2 separate regions of the Zea mays genome follow, and region 1 is linked to region 2. Evidence: chromatin contacts called from public Hi-C data. All regions are on one chromosome and are shown on one strand. The core of a region is the stretch at or near the end of the contact, and the rest is flanking DNA. Distances in the headings are between cores, read along the strand shown.

Region 1 (6,141 bases), core at 3,592-6,091, 410 kb after region 2:
GTTCATTCACACATCAAAATAGCAACAGTAATCAGTTGGATCGAGCCAGACGCTCACCTGGCAAGTAGCCCACTCAGACACATCAAATATTTTGCTCTCAGCACAGACAAAAGCCCGTGGTATTTCCATCTGAAGTGAAAAAGGCAGCACATTGCTCAAAAACAAATACAATGAAATGAAAAAAATGAGTATCTCAGGGCATTTTCATTGGGAAAATAGGCATTCTAGAATCGAGTAGCTTCCAAAGGTTTTGTACATCCCAGAATTAGAACTATTTGACTCGTGAGACAAATAAATTGGATAGAGATAGAAGCTGAATGGCAAGACCAAGGTACTTTAGGAATCCACCTATATAACAACTTAAAATATTTGACATATAGTCAGATGCCTTAAATACTTGGCCTGTTACACCTAAACTGGCGGAACCTTAAACAAAATATTAGCCTGAAAAAGCATAAGACTAGCTTGGTTCAAAACAGAGGACGACAAAAAAAAAATCGTACTTGTCTCTGTAAACACAAATATTCACACCAGAAGAATTACAGAATTCACACAGTTGTCCATTATGCTTTGATTTACTTCATGTTCCATTTGTTTGAAACCGCTCCATACAAATTTTCCGCGGTTATAAAGTACAAAATTTAACACTGTTCATAAGTTCTTCCATATAATAAATTGTAAAAGCAACACATCAATGTACCTTGATGGAGGTCGAAAATCTGGTTTCAACCCATCCATCTCCATCCTTGGCTTGATGAAACTGATCACAGCCCTACATCCACATAATTCTTACTAAATAGCTGCAGAGATACCCAATCAAACAAAAAGTACCCTGAAAAGTCCACACCGGGTGACTAACCTGACAGAATCGTGCCCTTGTTTTGCTTCTCTTGGTGCATATCCATATATGGAAATTACCACACTTAGTGCACTGTATTCGCCTGGACTCTTCTGAGAGAAACTCCACACCACCACTCTAAAAAAAAGGTCTGTCAGATAAGTTTATTTGAAGTGAATTCCTTTATAACATCTATTAGGCCATTCAGGTGGAAAATATCATTGTTGTGTCCCTGACATGTGGACACAGGGCCCATCAGCCAGTCTCACAAGCAGTAGTATTTCCCAGTTTGTGCATCTTTGCAATGGCACCATGCTAATTTCTCAGTAAGTTACACTATACACTTGAATATTTGACTGTGTTAACTGAGATAAGAAACAACCTGTTGAGAGACAACACATGATCTTGGGGTCATTTTCTGTGATTCTTCTTTCCTCAGTTGCTCATCATAGCTGTTTTTCTTTGTGAAATCAGAGAGGACCTGCAGGGAGGTATGACTACACAAGTTAACTTCATCAAGAATCAGAAAGGTAATAAAGAAAATATACAGTATTTTTTTTCACCATGGTTGAATCCGAACACAACAAATTACAGAGTTTTGTGATACACATGGTAAACATCACAAAAAGCAACGCTAAAGCCATCTCTCCTAGACACCACGGGTCCAGGAAGAGAGGCAATCCAAGCCACCAGAACGCAAGGAGCCTATAACAACTAGCTGTTAAATAAAAGATACAATACTGTATTAAACACTAATCTAGACAATGATGAGTCAAAGCATAAACATCCAAACACTTGCCTCATAAGCTGTTTGAAGCTTCTTGAATGATTCACAAGCCAATTGATTTCCCATATTTTTATCAGGATGTACAAGCAGGACCTAGAGAAACAAAACACAAGACTGTAGAAACAGGACAGTAATATGAATTTATATATATATATATTTTTTTTTGGGGGGGGGGGGGGTGCTGTAGTACCATTCTGTGATATTCTTTTTTCAGTGTCTTCTGATCAATGCTTCTATTACGAGGTACACCCAAAACTTCATAATGGTTTGAACCATCCATTATCCTCTTAATCTCATCCAATGAAGTAGAATCAGATTTCACTACTTTACTAGGAGGTTCCTCTTTTTGTACATGTAATACATCTTGGATGGGTGCTGAGCAGTATGGCTTCGCGCAAGACACGGTCTCAGGTTCACTGTCAGGAACTGATGGGAATTCACAACTACGATAGAACTCATCCATAACTGGATCAGAATCCTTCATGTCTTCAAACTGGCTTTCTTCAGTGCTTCCTTCGTATCCTTGCACTAACTTATTAAGAAGATCATTTGTCAAGAAAGAAAGGTTTAGTGTCAAGAAGACTCCAAGCCACCCAACACGAACAGCCACAGAATAAACACCATATGAAGTCAAAACAGGTATCACATATCGAGCATGTTTCAAAGAGCACATACAACCTGCATTAACACATAGAAGCCTATCATCAGGTGTAAAGTCAAATAAATATGACTACTAGGAAAAAAAGAAGCAGGTTAGGGACTTGTAAGAAATATAAGTATTATCAGGAGCAGATTTGTAAGTTTAAATAAACAAACCTCCAGCAACTAGAAGCATTCCTGTAATCCAAAAGTAGCCATACATCCACATAATTAATATTCCAAACAGCCCAACAATGAAAAGGCCAGGTGTATAGCCCATATAGTGAACAACTGCTGCTGCAGCCCCCTGAAACATTGAGCTATTAAAAATTAGAAAACGACACACCTTCAGATACTTTCTGATTCTAAATCTAAATATGAAACCTCTTGGTCCTTACTTGCAAGTAAAAGCTACATATTATACAAGTAATTTGATGACAATGAGCTATGCAGTCAGCATGGAAATGTCAACCTATCTGTGAGAAAATATCAGGAGACCTAGCATTAGGATTCTTTTGTTTTATTTTTCTACTGATTGAATTCATGCATGACTTACCTAGTGCAATCTAGATGAAAAGGTCTAACATTTTCCCCATCTTAATTAAGCCTGCTACAATTCACAACTGGGGAGATAGAAACTCAAACTATGGCAGAGGCATAAGTGTGTATTAGAGTCAATCCATCTACAATGAAAAGTATGCTATATTCATAGGTATTGGCATTTCAATTAATCAGACAAACAGTAGTTACTGCACGATAAAACAACTGAACATCAACTTTCTAGCATTTTGCTGAGATAGGACCCCCGCAGGGTACATATTACAAGACAGGATATGAAGGATGGAGTAGCATAGCATTATTCTAGCATAATTATATTAACATAACATGATTAGGTCAGGTCATACTCATCCGGAAGTTGTGTTTCGTCACCATAGTAACTTTGGCAGCAAAACAAACTAGACAGAACTAAGTAGTGAAAAAGAAGCACAGATCGCAGAGAGCAGTTCACATATTTTACTACTACCAAGTAGCAAGAACCATGTTTCATCACCACCCTACCTTTGGTAGCAAAACAATCTACATAGAACTAATTATTAGTATAAAAGAAGTTGAAAACGCAGTGTGCAGTTCATAGATATTACTTTGAGTATAGCATAGAATAAGCTTACTACTAAAAGCTTCACACAAACAATTGGCAGCAACACATGAAGGCAACCAGTGGTGGCACAGTTTTGGACATCCTATCCTATTTTTTTCACCATCCATCAGGCAACACTTTAACCACATCCCTAAACAAATGTAACCTCCCATGCAACGCAAAGTTGGACAGCAAAAGCAACACATGTCAAGATTTAGAATCTATCATGCCAAATCCTTATCCAGTAAATCTGAGCTAAAGTGCAGAAGCAACAAGACACGACAAGTAGGATTTACCGAGCACGAACCAGGCTAAGAAGCGCGTAGAGGGCGCACGCCGGCGAGGTCATGCACACGAAGAAGCTCCAGAGGATGACGAAGACGGCGGCAGGGCCGAGGCTCGCCACCGCCAGCACCCCGCGCGCCGTGCACCCGCGCCATTGCCGCAGCGCGGCGAGCGCGAGTCGCGAGGAGGTGGCGCAGGCCCGGGACACGGCGGGCCAGTGCCGATCGACCAGGAAGGCGAGGCGCTCCCTGCTGCCGCACGCAGCCGTGTGCGCCCACGCTAGGATGTGCTTCTGGGACAACACCCACATCCACGCCTGCTTCCACAGCCCCAAATCCTCCATGGACTGGAGGCCGCACGAAATGTCGAATTCCAATAAAGAAATGCTCAATCCAGAGACCGCGAGAGCCCCATTCCCCCCGACTGAATTCAAAAAATTAACATCCTCGAGAACCGAAGCAGCTGCTTGCAAGAACCTGCTTTCCCCCAAACCAATCCAAGAGCTCCAAGAAGAGGGATAAGCGCCGCAACCAGCTCAAGAACTAGCCAAGAACCACCGCTCCCTAGCCCGGGTCAGAGTCAGACACGCCCGGGCACAAAACCGGATCGAGCCCTAAACCCACTTGCCGCCACTTCAGCTGAATTGGCCGGGAACGGGAGGAGCTCCCTGGAAGCCGCTCTCCCGCTTTAGGGGCCAAGCAAGAAACGACGAGAAACCCCCGGGGAGCCTCAGAAAGGCGCCATCTTTCAAGGGGGGCTGCAGGCCGCCGACACCTGCGGATGGATCTCGCGCCGGTGAGTCGGCGAGGGTGGGGGGTAAAATAGACGGGAATCCGAAGCTTTGGCGCAGGCGGCGTCGCTCTCTTTTGCTGGTGCTTCGCTCGCTTTATGCTGCGCTCGGCGGCTTGGCTCGTGACAAAAGAGGGATTCCGGTGGATTTAAAAGGGGAAAGAGAAGACGAAGGAGAGATCTTGCAAAAGATGGCAGGGAGAGGAGGAAGATGAGGATAGACAGGATAGGGCTGCAAGTAACTTAGGAGAGAGGACAGAGGAGACACCGTTGGTTGCTACTGTCGTCAGTGGAATGGGGGAGGGAGAAGACATGGGCAGAAGAGAGGAGCAGGGCAAGCAGCCAGCAGGGGTGCTCAACTCAGTGCTGATGGATATGGGATGGGTGGTTATAGAGAGGGAAAAGAAAGTGTTTGGTTCAATTGAATGAGTAACAGTGGCACCAACAGTTCGGGAAAAAATCGCTATTTTGTTTTAATTAATGATGATGAGAATGGAAATTAATACTGCTTCAAAAAAACTGGTATGCCAATATATAATGAGAAAACATGGTAGAAAGACAACTGAGTTCATTTATGTGCTTGGCCTTTTAACTTGAGTTATTAATCACGGAAGAGTGGAGTGGTTAGCCACTTGTGAATTAATATATACTCATCCATGATCCATCCCAGATGGCAGAAGCTGAAATGTGCAAGGGGCTGTGTTGGGTACAATGTTTCTTAAAACCATGACTTTTCATTACTATATTTTACAATTGTCATAATAATATCGTAGTTTTTGTGAGCTCCAAAAATACCATGGTTTTAAGAAAGATTGTTTTGATACACCATTGTAAACCATGGTATTAAGCAAAATTCTAGCAATGTCATAAAAACTTTAAATTGTAGTGGAGTTTCGAATACTCTAAAAATACCATAGTATCTAGAATACCATGATTTTGAAAACAAAGTTTTCAGACACCTTATAACATAAAATACTATGATATTACTAAATGATATTCTTTAGAAACTATAAAAAATACTTCAGGTCCAAACAGGCTCTAAGGTTAGTATGTCTAGATTGGGAAACATGCACGGGAAGCTGTGAAGAAAGCGGTTAAGAAATGTTGGTGCTATAGAGAAATGTAGAGCTCCTAAGTCAGTATGTTTGGATGAGGTAGGCTAGTCACTAGTCATGCTAAGCTTGTCAACTCAAAGGCTCGGCTAAACAATTAGGTCACCTATTAGCATTCCTGTTTAGATGCACTAAGAACGATTTTAACTCATGTAGCAATAACTGGACCTTAATCTTTTAACTCTTTTAACTGGTAAGTGATAACTAGTTAAAAGGCTCATGTTTAGATGCACTAAGTTTAATGCACCTAGCAACTAGATCTAAATGAATCTTAGCCTTTTTTTGAAGAACTAAGTAACTATTTGGCATCACTTTAATTTGAATGCCGCATTAAGGATGGGTCTAAAACCACACACAACGGATGTCGGACGAGCTTCTATGGATGACCTAAGAGAAGTCGGAGTCATTTTCGTAGTATCACATTGTCACATTGTTTTTTCCCCTTTCTTTCTGTCTCCATCTTGGTTAATCCCTCTTCTTTTGCGTGTGGGTCCATTGCATTTACGCAGCTAGTTTCTCTCCCTCCAAACATCTTTTTCTCTTTTAATTTTTT
Region 2 (6,019 bases), core at 3,080-5,579:
TGTAACATTGCAAATAATCTGTTAATGAATACCTTTATCTCATGTGCACCTTTTGTTCCAATTCTCTGATCCACATTACACAATAGCTTGCTAATGAGATCTTTAGCTTCTAGAGAAAGGCTGGCCTCTTCAGGGAATTTTAGATGACTTCTCCAATTCACTATCTGCAAATTGCAGTTGTGTAATGTGTAAGAAGAATCTGAAAGCAAAGTTTTTTCTTGCAATATCATGAACTAGAAGTATGCAACACTTGAATAACTGGCATAGAAAAAACACATACCTTCCTACATGTTGACATTGGGTCTTCAGAATAAAATGGCGGATACCCCACAAGCATTTCGAACATTATTGCACCAAGTGACCACCTATGAAAAGTCAATGTAAGTAAAAGGACATCATTGGATGTGTAATGCACAAGTACATAAGATCAAGCTAACCAGTCACATTCCATTCCATATCCTTTCTTCAGGAGTACCTCGGGTGCAATGTAATCAGGTGTACCAACAGTAGAGTAAGCCTATAAATTTCATGAACCATGCACACCAATAGAGTCAAGGATATGAAACAGAACCAGGCATGAGTTTTAAACAGATGACCAATCTGAGCCATTCCATATGTGATGTGCTGAGGATTACACTTCACCTTAGGGCTTGTTCAGTTTGAGGTGGATTGAGGGGGATTGGAGGGAATTAATCCACACCCGGACACCCCTAACTGAACAAGCCCTTAGGTGGAATGAAATTTCATTTTCTCCATGTATCTATGCAAACTGCTCAGTGTTTGAAGACAATAATATCTTGAAACCTTTCACTCATACAAGCATGTTTAACGTACATAATAACCGTACATGTATAGATGTTCTTGATTCTAACCTAGTTTTAGTACATTAGTGCTCTTAACAACTCCTGGCCTACTCAACTTGCTTCAAACTAAAAGACTGTTGTTATTGTCGCCATTGTGCTCTCTAGTTCTACATTGTGTATAAGAAATGTCATTGTAAAGCCTACACTGTGTAAAAAGGACCCTCCTTAGAACAAATTCATGTTGACAAGCAGATACAAGCTAATTTATTGTGTAGTAGATAGATTTGTGTATTGAGGTTCACAACCAATATTTGAGTTGACATATCTACAATGAAATGGCAGGAGTCAAAATTTACATAGCTGGGCACCCACCAACATCCTCCGATTCTTCTGCCAATGTAGTAGTTGTTCCTGTTGTGTCCGCCTGGGGGCAGTAGAGTTACTGGATTGCTTATCACCATCTGATGATGGATTGGTGCTCTTACCTGCTGCATAGTCAAGGTCACTCAGATTTGGGAAGCAACTGCTATCTAGAGGTTTACATAAGCCAAAATCTGAAAGCTTCAAGTGGCCACTTCGATCTAGCAACAAATTATCAGGCTTGATATCCCTGGAAAGGTATAAGAATGACTGAATTAAATAACTGCGATTAGATATATAGTGGTGCTTATTATTGAACGTTACCTATGAATATAAATGCGTTTGTGAATAGATTCAATTGCTAGTATTGTCTCTGCAACATAAAACTTAGATTCGTCCTCAGTCAGTGTGTCCTTGCGCATGAGTAAAGTCATCATGTCACCACCAGGAAGGTACTCCATAATGAGGTACAGAAACTCATCATCTTGAAATGAGCAGTACAGCTTAACAATGTAAGGACTATCAACCTCTGCAAGGAGGTCCCTTTCAGCTCTGACATGTTCAACCTAAAAACAATGCATTGGAGAAAATAGAAGTTAGCTCGATAACACAGTACAGTTACTAGAGTTAACATCATGGAATACCTGCCCTCTTCGTAACATTTCGGACTTCTTAAGCTTTTTCATTGCATACACATTGGATGTAGCTTTTTCTCTACAAAGTCTCACCTGCAAAATATTATAATGGGGTAAGCTGCAGGCAGACACAGAAAACAGACATTGTCTCTTTAGAGACCTGCATGTATTTCACAAGAAAACTTTCTCTCGAAGTATTGAGTAAACTGTTGTTCATTACAGAACACGAACACCCAACTATATATTGTATCAAAGAGGATGACTCAAATATTTGTTACCTCCCCAAATGCACCTCTCCCAATAATGGTAAGCAATTCAAAGTCATCAACGCCCATTTTATGCCTTCGTAGGCGCATGTATTCTGTCTCCTTTTTTTCTAAATCTTTCAGGATATTGTTTTGCTCTTCTTCAGATACATCTGCATCTGCTAGTTTCCTCTCCAACATCCAACGCCTAGAATATTGGTTGATATCAACATGGGTTGCAGCAAACTTAGCCAGAACTCAACAATGTATAGCAGAAGCATGATCCCAAAAACAATATACAGCAGCAGTTTAATAAGGCCTACAGAAGTCCTAAAGAAGAAGAGTTGTCAAGTGTAACTTATGGGCAAAAGAGAAATGTGAATAGTCAAGAAAATAAGTCGACCGATCGACCCTGCAAGAGTGTGGTGCTAAGACCCATACGAATACAGATAGAACATCTATATTCATACCAAAGTACAGAAGCAGACTGCAAGGTGTACTTACTTCCATAATCCATAATTCTATATGAAGCTGTATCTGCTAACAGTGCTCATGCAGACTAATGGGGGCACTAAAATAAAGTTGGGGCTAATTTCAGCAGTCAACTGGTTACAATTTATTCCCTTCTCTATGGGCAGATTTTATCCTCATTCTTGACCATATAAGTTGATAATTATGTATGGTATGTTCCACCTTGTTGGGTTAATCTGTTTTCTCATTGCAAAAGAAAATAATGAGACTAAAATGGAGGGACTAATCTTTAGTCCCTGGAACCAAACAGACCCTTAGCAATTTTGTAAGTATTTGCAAACAGATAAAATGTTAATAGGCCTACAGAACCCGGCTCCCCTAAAAATGGCATAGACAAGCTGATAATAGTAAATGATGAATGATCACTTAGCAATTACTAGAAGACCGAGGCCAACTGCCCAGCTCAAAGTTACATCACTTGATAAATATAGCGATTTGCCAGCACTGAGCCCCCTCAAATCACCCAGGCACACGCGCATTGCCATCACACCAGGAAGGAAAGTGGAGTGGAGTGGAGTGGAGTGGAGTGGACTGACCTCTCCTTGCGCTCCTGAAGCGACTTCATCTGCGACTTGTAGTGGTTCTCGATGTACTGCTTCGCCGCCGCCACCTTCTGCTTGGTGGCGCTAGACAGCGCCTCCTCCCCCGCCGCGGCGGCCATCCTCGCGGAGTTGCCGGCGCCACCGTTGGGCGACGCCGGCGCCGGCGTCTTGGCGCCCCGCTCTCTGTCCTTGTCCCGCGGCTGCAGCTTCTGGAGCCAGCTCCGGGCGGAATCCATGGGGCGGGCCCGCGAGTGTCGGCGGCGGCGGGATCGGATCAGCGCCGAGGGGGTGGCATTGGCAGGTGCGGGGATTGAGTTGAGTCAGAAGCTTGGTGTCCCGCCCGCGCCCGCGCGGGATCTCCGGATCTGGTAGTTGCACTAGGGTTCGACGCGGGAGGCACGGGCACGAGCGCCGCCGCGATTTGCTCGGGGTAAACTCGCGCTCCAAGCAAGTGGGCACTGCTGCTGGTGGTGGGCTTCGATTCCGCTTCGATTCGCAGCTGCTGGCTGCTGGCTGGCTGCCTGCCTGCTGCCGACTGCCGTGCTGCGACTGCGAGAGAAGAGAAAATCACGCGCCGTCCACGTTGGCCGAGATAAAATAAGAAAGATTGGGATGCCCAATTATTATTACGACGTGCTGCCTGTTTCTGTTTCGCGTGGCAACTTTCAAAAGACGCGCGAGGGCGCGTGTTTCGTGTTTACGTATAAAAAACCGAATCGTAAGACTCTTAATTTTATATTATAAGATTTAAGGATCGGATCGGATTAGGATCGGATCTTATTTCTATTTATTTTTGAACTAAAATTTATTTAGGGCCCTACTATTTTGTGAAGAACCATTTGGATCGCGATCCATTACCACCCCTACGTAAGAGCATCTCAGACGGATAAAAAAAGTTAGAAAATTAAATTTGTATCAGAAATTCTAAATCTAATCTAAAGTATGATATAAGGATAAGGATAACACTGTGAGCCTTGGCCTTGGACATCATTCTTGCAAGCTACCCTAAGGCCTAATCCAGCCCGGCCTCATCGACAGGGACAAAGGAGCTCGGCTCGGCCCAGTCCATTATCCTACAGCCCAAATACGAAGCGGGTTTAGGCCCGTTAACCCGTTCAGAGCCACTCTTCGCCAGTTCGCCTCGGCAAACAAGGCCCCAAAACCCTACTACTCTGTCGAGCCAGCGCCGTCTCCCTCCCCCACTCCATTCCCACTCGGACTTGGACCCCAAAACCCTAGCGGCTAGCGCCTCCTCGCCGTCACCGCCATGATCACCGGCGGCCAGAGCTACGTCTCGGCGCCGCCGGCCTTCTCGGCCGACGGGCGCCTCCTCCTCGTCTGCTCCGGTCGCGCCGTCTCCGTCTTCAGCACCGCCACCGCCATGCTAGTAAGCCCGGCCCCGTGCGCCGCCGTCTTCGATGAAGGAAATTTGTTGAGGTGCGGGTTGTGACTGTTGTCGGGGGTTTTGGTGTGTCGCAGGTGTCGGAGCTGGAGGGGCACGAGGGGGACGTCACCGCCGTGGTGGTGGTGGCGCCGCCAGCGCAGGCGACCGCGGCGGCCAAGCTTGCGAGCTACTGCTGGACGGCGGGGCTCGACGGGGTGCTCATCTACTGGGACTTCTTGGCCGCGGAGGTGATGCGGAAGGTCCAGGTTGGGCTCCCCGTCCACTCCATGGTAAGCTCAACCTGCTGCCTCCTCGATTTCTGTTGCTCTGGTTATCATTAGTTTGTATTCTGAGCTGAGAAAAATCGAGATTACATGTGCCAATGTGCGTGCTTGTGATTTGATTCCGTGAGTGCAGGTGGTTCCTGACATATATAGGACCTCAAAAGGAGTTGAGGTGTCGAGCCCCTTTGCATTCATCTCTGTGGAGGATACGAGTAAGCTGGCAAGTGAACCAAAAGCGCTGTGTGGGCAGATGAGAGTTTATGACCTGACAAAGGGGCGCCAAGTGGGTGGCCTCCTGGCCGAGGTGAGAAGCTTTATAATAAATCTTTGTCACTCAATATCTGTCAATTTCCACATAATAAATCTTGGTCTTTAATGTACTTTATATTGACGGTTATGCTTGCTGATGCTCTTGGTATTTGAATCGAATATAATAAGTTTTCAAATTTCAATTATAAAGTACAGAATTATGTTGAATATGTGTCACTTCTGTTTTTTAATGTTACAACCTTGCTTCCATGAACTATTTGCTCTGATCTAAACAGACACGTAAACCAGAAAAGATCGTTGCAAGTAGTTCTGGAGAATTCTTGGGCATTACAAATAAAAGAAAGCTCCATATATGGCGCATACCAACAAAAGATTTCAAGCCTGACAAGATAAGGAAGATAAAGCTCCGGCACACCAAACACTTGACCACTCTGGCATTCCATCCAACTGAGAGAACTGTGGCTGGTGGTGATGTAACAGGGCGGATCCTGATTTGGAGATGTTTTGGAAACTCAAAGTTCTCTGAAAGTAGTGTACAGTCGAAAGAGGATGACGGAAGGGATGGTGTTAGGGGGGATGATGATGCAGACACTTGCACAACATGGCATTGGCACTCAAGCAGTGTGAGGTTTCTCAAGTTTTCTTCTGATGGAGCATACTTGTTTTCAGGTTTAGCATACTGAGTCATTTACTTTCTGTCTATGTCAATTTAACTCAGTCTTTCCCTGGAAGACCTGTACTTCTCAATGACAATTTTTTCTATGTTAGGTGGTTTGGAGGGAGTTATTGTTGTGTGGCAACTAGATACTGGAAAGAGAAGGTATAAACCACGTCTGGGGTCTCCTCTTTTGTTCTTTGTAGATTCTCCAGATTCTTCCATTTCCTGCGTAAGTGTCCTTTTCTCTCTAAACTATTCTTTGTTATGCTTTACAAGAACCCAATGCCTTTTGCTCTGCAGAGCAAAT

What was found. Hi-C and Micro-C count contacts between places; a contact is called where the count stands out from the background.
Region 1: a Hi-C map of leaf shows a contact between it and region 2, with 3 times the contacts expected there. The contact joins the promoter of LOC103640598 here to the promoter of LOC100383022 in region 2. A contact is called at or near these places in 5 of 25 Hi-C or Micro-C datasets (ear, endosperm, leaf and 1 more).

Annotation. Positions count from the first base shown.
Region 1 is chr1:177,290,050-177,296,190 of Zm-B73-REFERENCE-NAM-5.0, forward strand. LOC103640598 (Chaperone DnaJ-domain superfamily protein) reads right to left here and starts at 4,842. Exons shown (of 9, transcript XM_008663819.3): 1 at 3,710-4,842; 2 at 2,442-2,571; 3 at 1,816-2,303; 4 at 1,638-1,718; 5 at 1,221-1,319; 6 at 860-976; 7 at 701-772; 8 at 58-129. The coding sequence starts at 4,030.
Region 2 is chr1:176,876,603-176,882,621 of Zm-B73-REFERENCE-NAM-5.0, forward strand. It overlaps LOC100383022 (Transducin/WD40 repeat-like superfamily protein), which reads left to right and starts at 4,330. Exons shown (of 16, transcript NM_001329466.1): 1 at 4,330-4,503; 2 at 4,596-4,790; 3 at 4,918-5,088; 4 at 5,330-5,723; 5 at 5,823-5,941. The coding sequence starts at 4,384. LOC100381537 (putative AGC protein kinase family protein) reads right to left here and starts at 3,644. Exons shown (of 14, transcript NM_001174366.1): 1 at 3,111-3,644; 2 at 2,077-2,251; 3 at 1,808-1,891; 4 at 1,488-1,729; 5 at 1,176-1,413; 6 at 438-517; 7 at 281-365; 8 at 33-164. The coding sequence starts at 3,352.